2 separate regions of the Mus musculus genome follow, and region 2 is linked to region 1. The links are chromatin contacts, called in public Hi-C maps. All regions are on one chromosome and are shown on one strand. The core of a region is the stretch at or near the end of the contact, and the rest is flanking DNA. Distances in the headings are between cores, read along the strand shown.

What was found. Hi-C and Micro-C count contacts between places; a contact is called where the count stands out from the background.
Region 2: a Hi-C map of liver shows a contact between it and region 1, with 2.2 times the contacts expected there. The contact joins two enhancer-like sites. A contact is called at or near these places in 15 of 484 Hi-C or Micro-C datasets (the 3T3-L1 cell line, 3T3-L1-derived adipocytes, CD4 T cells and 10 more) and 3 of 115 datasets of contacts at active chromatin or transcription factors (the HPC-7 cell line, embryonic fibroblasts and embryonic stem cells).

What each region holds. Positions count from the first base shown.
Region 1 is chr17:84,214,444-84,217,375 of GRCm38.p6, reverse strand. The region is part of intron 36 of Thada (thyroid adenoma associated); the gene reads left to right. Gm36279 (a long non-coding RNA gene) reads right to left here. Exons shown (of 4, transcript XR_385852.4): 4 at 1-1,379. Among named protein-coding and RNA genes, the nearest start is that of Gm36279, 24 kb to the right of the region's middle. Within about 2 kb of position 1,440, at least 56 of the 459 cell types and tissues checked have an H3K27ac peak or open chromatin away from gene starts, as enhancers often do. A contact at or near this core is called in liver, where this site is marked.
Region 2 is chr17:84,250,283-84,253,291 of GRCm38.p6, reverse strand. Thada (thyroid adenoma associated) reads left to right here. Exons shown (of 38, transcript NM_183021.3): 31 at 864-958. Among named protein-coding and RNA genes, the nearest start is that of Gm24492, 36 kb to the left of the region's middle. Within about 2 kb of position 1,616, at least 10 of the 459 cell types and tissues checked have an H3K27ac peak or open chromatin away from gene starts, as enhancers often do. A contact at or near this core is called in liver, where this site is marked.

The DNA.
Region 1 (2,932 bases), core at 191-2,690:
CTACATTTGCAGTTGTACTGTCCCTCTTGTCTTCTAAGACGGTAGGTCCAGCCTCACTCCCATGTGCACTGTCTAGTGACAGGAGGAAGGGAAGGCCACTGTAGGTGCTGCATCTCCTTCAACATCAACCTTAGCAGCCAGGAGCTGCTCGTGGTCTGCAGCTCTCACAAGAGGCCCAGGACTGTTGATTTGAGCCAAGTAGCAACATGCTCAGCTAAGACGTTCCCCGTCTACATGGTAGGGGATGGGCATGGAAGAGAGATGCATACTTCCCACTTCCATCCTCTAGTTCTGACATGCTCTAATACTGCAGAGGGCTAGCTGCATTCACACTGGCAGCTGGGGGCTCACATTTGAATGGTACTGAGCCCCTGGCCTTGGTTATTTAGAACCCTGCTCATCATTCCCAGACAGATTTTACCTCGCTTGCATCCATGTTGCTTTTATCATCGCAACTCACAGAGCCAAGTATACGAGAAAAGATGGATGAATTGTCTCTGTCCTCATAAATGAGAATATGGGCCAGATGGTAGTGACACACACATTTAATCCCAGTACTTGAGAGGCAGAGGCAGGTGGATATCTGTGAGTTTGAGGCCAGCTTGGTTTATAGAGCGAGTTCTAGGATAGCCAGGGCTACACAGAAATCCTGTCTCAAAATTAAAAAAATAAAATAAAATCAAGTGAATGTGGATCCGTGTGACATTTTAGCCCCATCCATTGCCTGAAATGTAAAGGCTTACTTAGAAGACAAGCACACACACCTTGCAATTACAATCACCATATCGTTAGAAGTGATGGGAAGAGAAGTGACTGGGTGACAGCACCTAGTAGAGGCTAAAGAATAAAGACATGCAGGAGGGATATGGCAGAGTGACACTGTGGAAAGACCCAAGAATGGGTAGAGTCCCAGGTCCTTTTAGAGTCACCCTGCCTATACCTACTTCATGTCTGTGGGAGTGTTGTCATGGCCTGTGCTAAGTCAGCCCATTAGTCTTAGGTTCCTAAGGCCTAGCCAGCTCCTTGGACCTCCTTTTCCACATGGCCTTTTGGACATCAGAACTCAGACGACTTTGGTCACACCCACCTTCTTCAGTTCTGGTGTTTGTTGGTCAGGAGTCTCATCGGCTCACCCACACCAGAAGCTTTTTAAGGATAGAGATTTTCAGGATAGAGAATATCTTGCATCAGCAAGGTAGCTGACAGGTTAGCACCTAGAGTGGCTTGCATCAGACTGTGACCTGGTTTCTGTAGCTCTCTTTGGTTGTGGAAAGGCAGGTGGATCTGGACCTCAGGGTGGTGGGCTTTCCTGTGCAGCCTCCCTTGTGAGCCATAATGAGCCTTGCAGGCTTAGGTCAGGTCACACTGGTACTTCAGTCCTGTCAGACCAGAAAGTAAGAGTCCTCAGTGTTATAAGCCTTTGCCACTAGGCCACCATGATGTAATTCCTCTGACCTCTCCAGCCAGGGAAATGATGGGGAGGCCTGTTTGATAGTCCACACTCTACTTTATACTTACAAAATGCACATAGAAATCATTGGCTCTGCACTCCCAGGGCTCAGGATGTGTCATGTGCAGTGTCGCCCTTAGGCTCTGCCTCTAGCCCTTCCTCGCCCTTCAGGAGTTATAAGTAAGAGACTGAGCCAAACATAAGTAGGCTTCTGGCCAAAAATTGGATTTGACTGAGAAACTAGCAGGAATATTTTTCTGGTGGCTCATCTCCTTCCTGTCTACCCTACCTACCAACCTAGAAGAGATCTAGGAATCCCCTGACCTTCCACCGTGGCTACAAGCAGTCCCAGCTTTCTTTAACAGGCCTGTCCATAAATCTCCCTTGTTTCTCATCTTTGAAGAAGCCGCTCTGTCAGGGAGTTCTTACTCAAGTGTGAGGGGAGGGAAAGGCCACTAGTTTCAGACTGCAAGTTCTTTTCACTCCATTTCACAATATCCATTTCCCAGAAACCACAGGTTTTTGTTTTGGGTTTGTTTGGTTTTTTTTTTTAAATGAGTACCCAGTAGGCAGGATGCCCAACGCACAGCCTGCTAGATTCAAGGCCAACCACCTGGAGAGAAAAGGAGTCGGTCACAGGGTTTGCCTGTGGTGGGGCTGCCTCTCACCACGGAAAATAGGGACTTAAACTCCCACTATTTGTAGTTTGCAGTGGTGGACTTAGTGGGTTGGGAGGCTTGAAGAGACAAGAATGATATTTGAAATTCAAGGCTTAGTTTAGGATATAACGTTCTGGTGAGCATCTTAGTTCCCTGCTAAGTCAACTACAGGAAAGATGAAAGGAGGCTAAAATGGAGCAGGTAAAAAGAGAAAGGAAGCCGAGAGACTCAGCTAAAGAATGGTCTTCATGATTTCTCTGTTTCTGTCAGTCTCCCCCCTGACCCCCAACCCTGACCCCCTGCCTCCAAACAGGTCCTTCTTTGTATTTCTAACTGTCTTAGAACCTGTGATGAGACCAGGCTGGCCTTGAACTCACAGACATCTGACTACCTCTGCCTCCCAAGTACTGGGATTAAAGGCGTGCACCACCATGGCCAGCCAGTCTTTCTGTCTCTTGAGGGGTTTGTGCATGTGATGACTAGAGTTTGATATTGACTGTCTTCCTCAATCATGCCCCACCTTATTTAAATAAAGATCCCAAATCAGTTATACTGGCTCACCTCAAGAAATCTCTTATCGTGTCTCCCAGCTCTGGGATTTCAGGTAAATGGCACTGTACCCAGATTTTTACCTGGGTCCCAGGGAGCCAGGCTATGTTCTCATGCTTGCATGTAGCACTTTACCAGTTGAACAGTATTCCCAGAGCCCACATGCTGGCTTACTTTCTTTCTTTTTTTTTTTTTTTTTTTTTTTTTTAAAGGATTTATTTATTATATGTAAGTACACTGTAGCTATCTTCAGACACTCCAGAAGAGGGCATCA
Region 2 (3,009 bases), core at 367-2,866, 36 kb before region 1:
CCATTTTCAACTGGTAGGTGTTGTTTTTTAAATACCTGACTTCATAAGCGGTAGCTTTCATCACGTCATTTTCTCCAGCTCAGAGGGGATACTACATCTTCATAGCACCTTCTCCCTGTTTTCACGTCAGTAGGATAGATGTCAAAGGCTTAGGTTATCTAGAGCATGGCAGGGCAGTTTTGTCTTCTTGGTCCTCACACAGACTGTGGTGATATGAGTAAGGGTGGCCCGGAGACTCTTGTATTTGAATGCCTAGTCGTTTGAGAAGGATTAGAACCATAGGAGACCAGGCTTTGTTGAAGTAGGTGTGACCTGGTTGGAGACAGTGTGTCACTGGCAGAGGGCTTTGAGGTTGTAAAAGCCCACAGAGGGCCGGGATCAGGATGGAAAGGTCTCATACACTGTGCCCGAGTGCTTCCGTGGCCCCTTCCATGACCATGATGGAGTAGTCCTCAGAAGCTGTAAGCAAGCCTCCAATTAAATTCTTTCTTTGGGTGCTACAGAGATAACTCAGCAGTTACGAGCATTGACTGCTTTTCCAGAGGTCCTATGTTCAATTCCCAGCAACCACATGGTGGCTCACAACCATCTATAAAGGGATTCCATGCCCTATTCTGCTGTGTATGAAGACAGCGACAGCAACAGTGACTATGACATAGACAGAGCCTCTGTCACAGGTTTGGGGACTCATTCTGTTACAGATTGCTAATTTCTTCCTACCCACAGTAGTCCATCATTTTTTGGTTTTTGTTGTTGTTGTTTTTAGTATAATGTAGCTGCCTAATTACATGCCTAGTAGAAAACACCTATTTTTCCCCTCCCCAAGGCCCAGGCAATTAACTCTCCATTCTTTACTTTTCTAGGCAAAATCCATGCCTGGTAACCAGAGCTGTGTATATTGATATTCTCTTCCTGCTGACTAACTGCCTGGACAGACCTGAGGAAGGCAAGCAGACAGGTATGACTGGCAGTTCTCCCTTGGAACATTGCAGGTAGCGTTTTGGGTAGCACACACACCCACGGCTAAGTGTGAGACTGACTCAGAATCTGTGTGGCTCTTTCCTAGAAGCTCAAGGAGACCTGCCCTCACATATGTTCTATGTGATCATCCAAAAAACGAGTGTGAATCCAACTCACATACCTCTGTGTTCCCAAGACCTTGACCTTTTGCTGTTCTGTGCTTTTCTTTGAAAATGTCATTTTCTGTAATGGTTCATCCTGTTCCATCCTATAGATAGCTGAACTGGCTCGTCCCTTGGTGGATATTTGAGCCCCTGTTCTCAATCTACCCTTCACCAGTTCATGTAAGAGTTCCTCCCTCAGGCTCTGACTTCATACATGTCTCTAGGCTATTTGATTCACAAAGTGAAGTAAAGAGAGAAGGATGTCCCAAATAAAAATAATTTGATATGTTCGTGTAAGAAAGAGGCCTCAGAAAGTGTACTACATGAGTTCCAGGCCCCAGGCTGAAATGTGTTCTCACATCCAGCTGGAACACAGGACAATGAGCTTGCAGCTAAAGCCCCTCCTAACTGCTTAGGAGTCTAAGGAGGCTGCACATGGAAGTCAGGTTCCGAGTACACACAGGCCAGGCCTTCTCTTGCTGGAATTTAGCCTAACCATGAGTCGTTACCTTCAGTAAATATGTCCAGGCTGTCAAAGTCCAGCTCTGTCTAAATGGAGCTCTGTTACCAAATTCAAACCAATTGAAAGTATTTGTGGAAAGGGCATTGAAATGTCTCACCCAGATTAATGTGTTATTAGCTCACAGAGCCCTTGTGGCCATGCAGAGGTAATCAGAACACATAATCCTCTCCACATCCAGTAGTATAAGATCATGTTGCTTTATGGGAGACGTTTCCTGGTTTACCCAGGCATTGTGTCTCATACCTGTAATATCAGCACTAGAGAGGTAGAGACAGGCTGGGCGTGGTGGCACATGCCCTTAATCCCAGCACTTGGGAGGCAGAGGCAGGCGAATTTCTGAGTTCGAGGCCAGCCAGGTCTACAGCGTGAGTTTCAGGACAGCCAGGGCTATACAGAGAAACCTGTCTCGAAAAAACAAAAACAAAAAAACAAAAAAAGGGGGGGGGGGGAGGTAGAGGCAGGATGATCAGGAGTTCAAAGCTATCCTCAGCTACTCATTGAGTTCTAAGCCAGCGTAGGTTACATCCTATCTTCAAAAAAAAAAAAAAAGCTAACATTCTAACTTGTACCTTTCATCTCAACATAGTTATGAATATTGTCCCACCTATATTCTTTAGACTATCCAGGTCTGTGTAATAAAATATAGGTCGTTCTAGCTGTGTGGCATCTACTTTAGTTTACACTTGAGTTAACTGGAATCCAGCGATTATAAAAAGAACAAAACCCAGATGCTAACAAGCAAGCTGTTCTAGACTCTTGCCTTCTGATCTTCTCCTCAGATTCCACATCTGCAGATGTGACTGGAAGGTCTGCTTACAGCCTCCTCACTAGGACACCCGCAGAGTTGTGTGTTTGACTGAAATTGTTGGACAGTGGGTTCTATTCATATGGAACCCTGTTCCTAAACTCTAAGCCATCTTAAAGTGCTTTGCAGGGGCCAAGGACATGTGCAGCCACCTCACCCAGATGTGCGTTGTGTTTAGTCTGGTACAAAAGGGTCAGCCCTTGGATGCTGTGATGCTGTGCACCTTTGCTTCCCCAGCTTCTTTCTCGTCCTTTGTCTATGAACCCCATGAGGATGGATTTGGGGACTCTTTAATCATTCTATCCTCCAAACTCTTTCCATCAGTAAGAGCATTTGCCCCAGTTAAATGGCATCACACACCGTCTTCACTATCTCACTCGCACACATCACTCTTCTTAGCATCCTTTATGGAGTAAGACTTGGTGGGAACACAGCATGTGCCTCTTTCTCTAGTGTGACAGTCATGGCTCGACGTGTGCTGTACTTGTACTGCCCAGTGAGATAGAAACAAGCTCAGAGGTGGCACATGAGCGTGTGATGTATGTAGCTGCTCTAAA